Regions from separate parts of the Rattus norvegicus genome. Here all the other regions are linked to region 2. Evidence: chromatin contacts called from public Hi-C data. All regions are on one chromosome and are shown on one strand. The core of a region is the stretch at or near the end of the contact, and the rest is flanking DNA. Distances in the headings are between cores, read along the strand shown.

Region 1 (2,926 bases), core at 246-2,745, 310 kb after region 2:
TATGTGTGGCTAGAGGTCGACATAGGCCTCACCATTTTCCACCTTATACCTTCAGTTGAAGTCTCCGATTCCAATCCTGAGCCAAGGGACTCTAAAGTTAGCTATTTGTCTCTGAATCTATCTCAGCCTCTGTTGTGCTGTCGTTATAGAAAGACACATGATCGCTAGGGACTAGAAGTTTCACTCTAGCACAGCAGCAGTTATGGTACATAGGTCACTGGGCCACAAAAAGATGAATGCTTTGATAAGAAAATGGGATGTTAGAATTGTGGACATTTAAAGATAGCCCTCACAGGCCACAGAAAGCTGGTTGTAGCACTTGGGTTGTTATGGGTTTTCTTACTGTTTCTCCACCCATTCAAACCTTTTATCTAAGTGGATTCTGAACACCAGAAGTCTATTGTTGGGACTGCATGTTACAATGTTTGCAGCAATTCTGTAAAACCTCAGATTTCCATACACCCATTTTGTAGCTCACAGCCCTCTAGAATGCCAGGGACAGAGGACCTAACCCCTTATTCTGGCCTCTCAGAGCATCAGGTATACACGTGGTGCAGTCATGCATAGAACACCCATAAGCAGGCGAGTCATTGCTGGGTAACGTGTAGGACCTAAAGGAATGTGGAGATCATGAATTTAGTTATATTAAGACCTTAAAGGTTTGCCCATGCCTGGGATTTTGGACTCCATGCACCTTAAAACGGCTGCCATGCTAATTACAAAACACAATCCGTGGATTTAGGCAAAAAAACCTAGTGCATTTGGGGGATTAGGAGCAACTTTGAGGGTAGGCACCATTCTCTAAATACTTGAGAGATTGTGAAGAGTAGGAGTAGGCCTTAGTATCCTATTGGAATTTGCTGTATTTGTAATACCATGTGACCGGTTTTCTTTAGCAAAACTAAGAAAAACTTTGGTTACAAATTGGCTTTGTACCAAGGGAAGAACTCCAATTCGTGTAAAAGTAAAATAACTCTTTTGTGTACGTATAGGTGGCTCTGAAAAGAGCCTTTGGAAAAACACGAGACAACTTATGCTCTCTCCCCTCGAATGCGGCGGGCAAGCTGGATATCCTTGGGCATGATGGTCACACGCTTGGCGTGGATGGCGCACAGGTTGGTGTCCTCAAACAGACCCACAAGGTAGGCCTCACAGGCCTCCTGCAGGGCCATGACCGCCGAGCTCTGGAAACGCAGGTCAGTCTTGAAGTCCTGAGCGATTTCACGTACCAAGCGCTGGAATGGGAGCTTGCGGATCAGCAACTCGGTCGACTTTTGGTAGCGCCTGATCTCGCGCAGAGCCACGGTGCCAGGACGGTAGCGGTGGGGCTTCTTAACGCCGCCGGTGGCTGGAGCGCTCTTGCGGGCGGCCTTGGTAGCCAGTTGCTTGCGCGGGGCCTTGCCACCGGTGGACTTGCGAGCGGTCTGCTTAGTACGAGCCATAGTATGTCTTGACCTCCCAAAGGAAAGTGAAAGGAGAAAAGAAAAAGCTTCACGGCCACATTTATACAGGCGGCTGGATTCTGATTGGTCAAAATAGCTGCAGGAACAACATAATTGGCTGGTGAGTTCTTTTGTTTTCTGAGTCTGATGAGGGTTTGTGTTTAAGCAAGTGTGCAATTTCCTCATTGAAAAGGAAATCCCGCTGAATAATCGTGGAGATCAATGTATTGTTTATTAAAAGCACTTTTCCTACATTTTTTCCTGTTTTAGATTATATGGAAAGATGTGTAGTAAGATACCTACAAGATAGGTATTGACCCCTTGGGATTTGCAGAGCGAGGTGGGGAGGTCTAGTGGAAACGTTATTAGCTGTGATGGTAACCAAATGATTTAACACCCTTAGCTGATCTTGTACTTGTCAAATGGCAATAAGGACTTGTCAATCATGCACGTAAGCAGTATTAAGGTGAGAATTGTACAGTGATTAGTTGTTTTCTAGTGTGTGCTCTTCCAAGTGTAAAAGGAACACTTCTCGAGACAATTCGTTGTGTAGTCCTGTCTTGGGATTCACCCTGCAGAGTAGAGACCTCGAACTAAAGGGTGGGTCTGCTTTTGTGTACTACTGGGCCAGAGAATTCTTCCAGGAGCCCTAGGAACTACACAAAGAATATTTAGCTTATATGTATGGGGAAAAGAAACCCTTGATACAACCGAGGTAAAATTGTTTTCAAAAATTAATGACGGGGCAAAACACAAAAATTCCTACAATTCAACATTTTTGGCAGCGTCCAATTCTTTTTGGAGAAAGTGAGTGGCTCTGAAAAGAGCCTTTGGTGATAGTGCTTTGTATAAAGGGTCTCACTTTCCCTTAGCTTTGTGGTGGCTCTCGGTCTTCTTGGGCAGCAGCACCGCCTGGATGTTGGGCAGGACACCGCCCTGTGCGATGGTCACGCGGCCCAGCAGCTTGTTGAGCTCCTCGTCGTTGCGGATGGCCAGCTGCAGGTGGCGCGGGATGATACGCGTCTTCTTGTTGTCCCTCGCCGCGTTGCCCGCCAGCTCCAAGATCTCGGCCGTCAGGTACTCCAGCACGGCCGCCAGGTACACCGGGGCGCCGGCGCCCACCCGTTCCGAGTAGTTGCCCTTGCGGAGCAGACGGTGCACACGACCCACGGGGAACTGTAGGCCGGCCCGGGAGGAGCGGGTCTTGGCCTTGGCACGAGCCTTACCACCTTGTTTACCACGTCCAGTCATTGTAGAGAGCTGGAAGGTAGAATCCACTGAAGGATACTCAGTGAGAGATGACACAGCTATGCTTTGCCATTTATACTCAACGCAGGGCGTGAAAAAGTAGCAATTTCATTGGTTACATGGAACTATTCACCTAGACCAATAACACAGTTGGTTTGACAAACCCTTGCTATGATTGGGTATTTAGTGGATGACGATTGCTAGTTCGCGCTAACCAAAGCCACAAGTTTCTTTAA
Region 2 (3,070 bases), core at 516-3,015:
AATACCTACTGAAGAAACATGCAAATATTGTTTCTTTTTAGTGTCTCATGAAATTGAAATGGGTAGTATACTGCACCGGTGGTTTTTCCCACCAGCTACCTGATTTCTGCCTAAGGGTTATAAAGTCTGCTGTGGTTAAAAGTGAAGGGCCAGAAGAGAGAAAATTGTACTTGTTGGGAAACACTAGAAAGCTCTCTTTACACCATCCCGCCTTTACTTGTGATAAATGCCTTCTCCAATTACCTCCACCTTTGCTCTTTGCTTTGAAAACCGTTTTCTTTACATCCTTCTAGATTGCTCCCAGCATTTAAAAACAAAAAAATACATAGTAATTATTACCTCATAGATTTGTGTAAAGATTAAAAATGGGTTCAGATACTACAGGCATGTCTATATAAGTGCTTGATAATCACTCAAGAAGTGTTTAAAATCATTTTATATTTTTTAAGAATATTAATGTAAAAAAAAGAATATTAATGTAACAAGCAATGTTCTAATAAAGACTTGGATGGATAGAAAACTTGTTCGGCGTGTTGAAATATTCCAGTCTGACCTTGCTCACCTCTAAGTACACTTCCAGGAGAAAGCAATCCATTCTGTGTGCTCGGTATTTGTATCGTCAAAGCCTAGACAGGCGAGAGGCAAAAATGTTTACGTTTCAGTAAATTGTTCCCTAGAGGTGCCCTCTGTCTCCATGCCACACGCAAGGGTTTTACTGTACAGCCCTAGCTGTTCAAACTCACTCTGTAGATTAGACCGCTCTTGAACAGACATCCAACTGGGCCTGCCTTCAGAGTGCTGGAATCAAATAAAGGCAGGAACAACGACAGACAGGTTTAAATCCAGCTGGGTTGGGTTGGGTTGGGTTGGGTTGGTTTGGTTTGGTTTGGTTTTAGCATGAGACACGATCCTGCAAGCCCGAATTTCTAACACAGGATCACGACCTTGAAATCGTGACCTTACTTCTACTTACCAGAACGCAAGCATTATAGATGTGGTCCACCAGACCAGTGGGGAAGGATTTATTTAGCTTAGGGCTTTAGGTATGCCAAACACTCTACCAGCTGAGTTTGCATCCTTAGCCGTAGTCTGATTTCAAATAAATTAGGCCAAGACACAATATAGCTCCTAAATACTTCCATTTTGCTCAAAGTTCGTTGTGGCTTACGCAGTACTCAAAACTGGGCCACCCTGACCGAGACAAGCAATTCCTTGTATTATCCTAGTGTATTAAACACTGCACCGGCCACGGGAATTATCTGTGGAAGTTCTAAAAAGGTTTACAGCTCTAATACTGGTAAGTTTAGTGGCTCTTAAAAGAGCCTTTGGTGTTAACCCTGCTGAAAAGTTTACTTAGCGCTGGTGTATTTGGTGACGGCCTTGGTGCCCTCGGACACCGCGTGCTTGGCCAGCTCCCCAGGAAGCAACAGGCGCACGGCCGTCTGGATCTCCCGGGACGTGATGGTCGAGCGCTTGTTGTAGTGCGCCAGGCGCGACGCCTCGCCCGCGATGCGCTCAAAGATGTCGTTCACGAACGAGTTCATGATGCCCATGGCCTTGGAAGAGATGCCCGTGTCCGGGTGTACTTGCTTCAGCACCTTGTACACGTACACCGAGTAGCTCTCCTTACGGCTGCGCTTGCGCTTCTTGCCGTCCTTCTTCTGCGCCTTGGTCACGGCCTTCTTGGAGCCCTTCTTCGGTGCGGGGGCGGACTTGGCAGGTTCAGGCATACTGTAGAAGTAGACAGAACACCGAACAAGAAAACCAGGTAGTGAAGCCGCGGGTACTCTTTATCTAGAGCTTCGCATGCAAATAAGATGAAGTGCTCTGTATCTTTTTAGTGGTCATTCAGAGAAAAGGCTGAGTCTGCTTTTACCCAATAAGAATACACAAATCCCAAAACCGCGTTTCCATTGGTTAAAATTAACTCAGAATGCTAACCAATGACGGGTCTCCTTTTTCGCGCCTTGGCTTAACTATAAAAATCAAGAGCGTGTTCCTTCTTCATGTTTTTGTAGCGAGCGTTAAAGGCAAGAGGGACAAGTTCTTTATTATGTCTGGACGCGGCAAGCAGGGCAGCAAGGCTCGCGCCAAGGCCAAGACCCGCTCCTTCCGGGCCGGCCTGCAATTCCCGGTGGGTCGCGTGCACCGGCTGCTCCGCAAGGGCAACTACTCCGAGCGGGTGGGCGCCGGCGCCCCAGTGTATCTGGCGGCCGTGCTGGAGTACCTGACGGCCGAGATCCTGGAGCTGGCGGGCAACGCGGCGAGGGACAACAAGAAGACGCGCATCATCCCGCGCCACCTGCAGCTGGCCATCCGCAACGACGAGGAGCTCAACAAGCTGCTGGGCCGCGTGACCATCGCGCAGGGCGGCGTCCTGCCCAACATCCAGGCGGTGCTGCTGCCCAAGAAGACGGAGAGCCACCACAAGGTTAAGTGAAGCAGGTTTCCATACTTCCCAAAGGCTCTTTTCAGAGCCATTCACATAATCCAAAAAGAAGCTGATGCGTGCAAACCTAAGGTCTCAATCTTGAAAATATACAAGCCTTTAGTTTATCCAGTTTAAAGCACAATAGCTGGACTGGTTGCGATTTCGCGATGAATAAGCTGCAGTTCAGTGTATATGTGCTCCGTCAGCGTGGGACTTAAGATACTGCTCTCCCCTCTCCCCCTTTATAAAGCTTGTTTTTCAGACAAGATCTCACTGGAACCCCCTGTAGAACAAGCTTGTCTGCCGCTCCCTAGGATATTGGGACGAATCCAAGTTGGCAGGCCTAGTTAACCTCATCAGATGGTGGAATTTTTTTTTTCACTCCCACTGCAGCAGAACATGTTTACTAAATTACATCTTTTTCCAAGTCATGGTTAACTCTTGACCACGTGGTTCACCTCATTAGAGGATAACTGATTAATGTAGCCTATTCATGTGGAAATTGCTTCCAGCTAAGGAAACAGGTGTGGGGTGTCAGGCAGTAGATAGCCCAATTTAGAGAAGTTTAGACAGAGGTATACAAAGACTTCATTGAAGGTGTTATTTGGTCAAATTGAAAAGACATGAGAGTTTAGCATA
Region 3 (2,761 bases), core at 200-2,699, 270 kb after region 2:
CTATTTCTACTAGTTTGTCTGAAAGAATGCCATATCCCTTAAAAATTCAAAATTATGGGGTTGGGGATTTGGCTCAGTGGTAGAGCACTTGCCTAGGAAGCGCAAGGTCCTGGGTTCAATCCCCAGCCCCGGAAAAAAAAAAAAAAAAAAAAGCACAAAAATTCAAAATTATCTCCCATTGCTTATGTGCTCAGAATGAGAACATCTGGGAGTCACTAGAATACATTAACCATATAAAAATGTACTACTAAAAGAATTGAGCAAAATAAACTTGAAGCATTTTCATATAAATTCCAGAAAAGATTCAAAATGTTTCAATTAAGCTATTGCATATTTTAAACTGAAAAGCCCGTTTTTATTATCCAAGGTGAGACTACGGAATGAGCAGGGAAAGGCTTTCTGATTTTTCCTTTTTAAAATTTGTCCTAAGTACCAGAAACAGTTGAAACACTGAGCAGGAAGAACCCCAAGAATGATGGGGAAACAAACGCGACTATCTCTGGCGTTTAATTTTGAAACTGCCCGCGAAACGCCGATTGGCTAGCGAAGCCACAAATCAGGACACTGTAAAGATGAGTCTAACTTTCAGTTTTGGTAAATTAATCCAAAGGAAAAAGTTTACGGAGCACTGTACTCAAAAGCAGTGTTGTCTGTACTCGGCCCTTAGGCATGCATTTCACCGAACCTCTTCAATTGTCACCTTCCTTTAGTCTTTAGCTTTCTAAGCAAACTCGAAGTGCAACATTCTTTCAGTAAGGTGAGTGGCTCTGAAAAGAGCCTTTGGGTTAGGAGTGAGTTAAGATGAACTCACTTGGAGCTGGTGTACTTGGTGACCGCCTTGGTGCCCTCGGACACAGCGTGCTTGGCCAGCTCCCCGGGCAGCAGCAGGCGCACGGCCGTCTGGATCTCCCGGGACGTGATGGTCGAGCGCTTGTTGTAATGCGCTAGACGCGACGCCTCGCCCGCGATGCGCTCGAAGATGTCGTTCACGAACGAGTTCATGATGCCCATGGCCTTAGAAGAGATGCCCGTGTCCGGGTGCACTTGCTTCAGCACCTTGTACACGTACACCGAGTAGCTCTCCTTGCGGCTGCGCTTGCGCTTCTTGCCGTCCTTCTTCTGCGCCTTGGTCACGGCCTTCTTGGAGCCCTTCTTCGGGGCGGGAGCGGACTTCGCGGGCTCAGGCATAGCGAAAATGAAACACCAAACAAAGGAAAATAGGACCGAACAACTGTACGGTTTCTGCACAGGCTGACTTTTAAAGAAACTTGTGGCTTTGGTTAGCGCGAACTAACAATCGTCATCCACTAAATACCCAATCATAGCAAGGGTTTTTCTAACCAACTGTGTTATTGGTCTAGGCGAATAGTTCCATGTAACCAATGAAATTGCTACTTTTTCACGCCCTGCGTTGCGTATAAGTGCCACAGCATAGCGGTATCTTCTCTCAGTGAGTAGATTCTAGTTTTCGTTTCTTTGCTATGTCTGGACGTGGGAAGCAGGGCGGCAAGGCTCGCGCCAAGGCCAAGACCCGGTCCTCCCGGGCGGGCCTGCAGTTTCCCGTGGGCCGCGTGCACCGTCTGCTGCGTAAGGGCAACTATTCGGAGCGGGTGGGCGCCGGCGCCCCGGTGTACCTGGCGGCCGTGCTGGAGTACCTGACGGCCGAGATCCTGGAGCTGGCGGGCAACGCAGCGAGGGACAACAAGAAGACGCGCATCATCCCGCGCCACCTGCAGCTGGCCATCCGCAACGACGAGGAGCTCAACAAGCTGCTGGGCCGCGTGACCATCGCACAGGGCGGCGTTCTGCCAAACATCCAGGCGGTGCTGCTGCCCAAGAAGACCGAGAGCCACCACAAGGCTAAGGGGAAGTAAGACCAGGGATCACCAAAGGCTCTTTTCAGAGCCACCTATAAGAACACACGGAGGAGCTGTGCTAATTAGAATGGTAGTTGGGTCAATGAGTGCAACACTATGGACAGAGAAACATTAAGTTAAGCCAGTCCTAGGTTTATTCTCAAGGATTAATGAATCAAACTGCCAAGTTTTAATTTACTGCCCAGTAAGTATTAGTACCTCTTAAGTTCTAATGCTTCAGGCCAGGAACGTTCCCTGTATTATTAAAAGATCATTGTTTGTTCTTGTATAGCATTCTAGGAGGAATAGCAAGTTATCTAATAGATTGTTCTTTCACTCAGCATTTACAGAATGACTTATGTTAAAATCTGTCATTTCTTTAAGCCTCAGCCATTTTAAAACGTTTTTTTTTTTCTTTTTTTCGGAGCTGGGGACCGAACCCAGGGCCTTGCGCTTGCTAGCCAAGTGCTCTACCACTGAGCCAAATCTCCAACCCTTTAGCCTCAGCCATTTGTTCAGTCTTTTACCCCTTTTCATCTTGGCCTTTGTTTTGTAAAGCGTTTAGGGCAAGTATTTCGTGGGTTGGTACTGAGTGAACCTTGGGATGCACATGTTAAAGTTTACTACGGTGGTACAGGCTTTAAGGAGCCTGAGGTTAAAGAAAAGAAAGTTTAAAATAAAGTCTCTGCTGTCAAGGGACTTAAAAACAATTCAGTGTATTTCTAAAGGTAGAAATTAGCAATTCTGGAAAGGAAATGTTTTAAAATCATGTACTAAATTTATTAGTAGAGTTATATTTTATCTGAAGCCAACTTTCAGTACATGTGGATAGTAGTTACTTTGAAAGAGTCATTTGGGGGCCTAGAGAAGCGGCCAGTCCTGCAGGGTTAGAGTTAGGTGTCACA

What was found. A called contact is a pair of places that touch in the nucleus more often than the background predicts.
Region 1: a Hi-C map of kidney shows a contact between it and region 2, with 7 times the contacts expected there. The contact joins the promoter of H4cl3 here to the promoter of H2bc12 in region 2. A contact is called at or near these places in 11 of 12 Hi-C or Micro-C datasets (the A7r5 cell line, Schwann cells, frontal cortex and 6 more) and 1 of 1 datasets of contacts at active chromatin or transcription factors (oligodendrocytes).
Region 3: a Hi-C map of liver shows a contact between it and region 2, with 5 times the contacts expected there. The contact joins the promoter of hist1h2ail2 here to the promoter of H2bc12 in region 2. A contact is called at or near these places in 4 of 12 Hi-C or Micro-C datasets (Schwann cells, frontal cortex, liver and 1 more).

Annotation. Positions count from the first base shown.
Region 1 is chr17:47,493,393-47,496,318 of GRCr8, forward strand. It overlaps H4cl3 (histone H4C like 3), which reads right to left and starts at 1,496. Exons shown (of 3, transcript XM_008771773.4): 1 at 1,114-1,496. The coding sequence starts at 1,442. It overlaps H2ac4 (H2A clustered histone 4), which reads right to left and starts at 2,735. Exons shown (of 1, transcript NM_001109423.2): 1 at 2,232-2,735. The coding sequence starts at 2,693. The coding sequence ends at 2,301. It also overlaps the pseudogene H2bc12l-ps1.
Region 2 is chr17:47,180,175-47,183,244 of GRCr8, forward strand. It overlaps H2bc12 (H2B clustered histone 12), which reads right to left and starts at 1,766. Exons shown (of 1, transcript NM_001109400.2): 1 at 1,303-1,766. The coding sequence starts at 1,730. The coding sequence ends at 1,350. Hist1h4b (histone cluster 1 H4 family member B) reads left to right here. Exons shown (of 2, transcript NM_022686.2): 2 at 1-516. H2ac12 (H2A clustered histone 12) reads left to right here and starts at 2,019. Exons shown (of 1, transcript NM_001408726.1): 1 at 2,019-2,484. The coding sequence starts at 2,054. The coding sequence ends at 2,440.
Region 3 is chr17:47,447,453-47,450,213 of GRCr8, forward strand. It overlaps hist1h2ail2 (histone cluster 1, H2ai-like2), which reads left to right and starts at 1,450. Exons shown (of 1, transcript NM_001408761.1): 1 at 1,450-1,910. The coding sequence starts at 1,482. The coding sequence ends at 1,874. It overlaps H2bcl1 (H2B clustered histone like 1), which reads right to left and starts at 1,231. Exons shown (of 1, transcript NM_001409088.1): 1 at 761-1,231. The coding sequence starts at 1,188. The coding sequence ends at 808.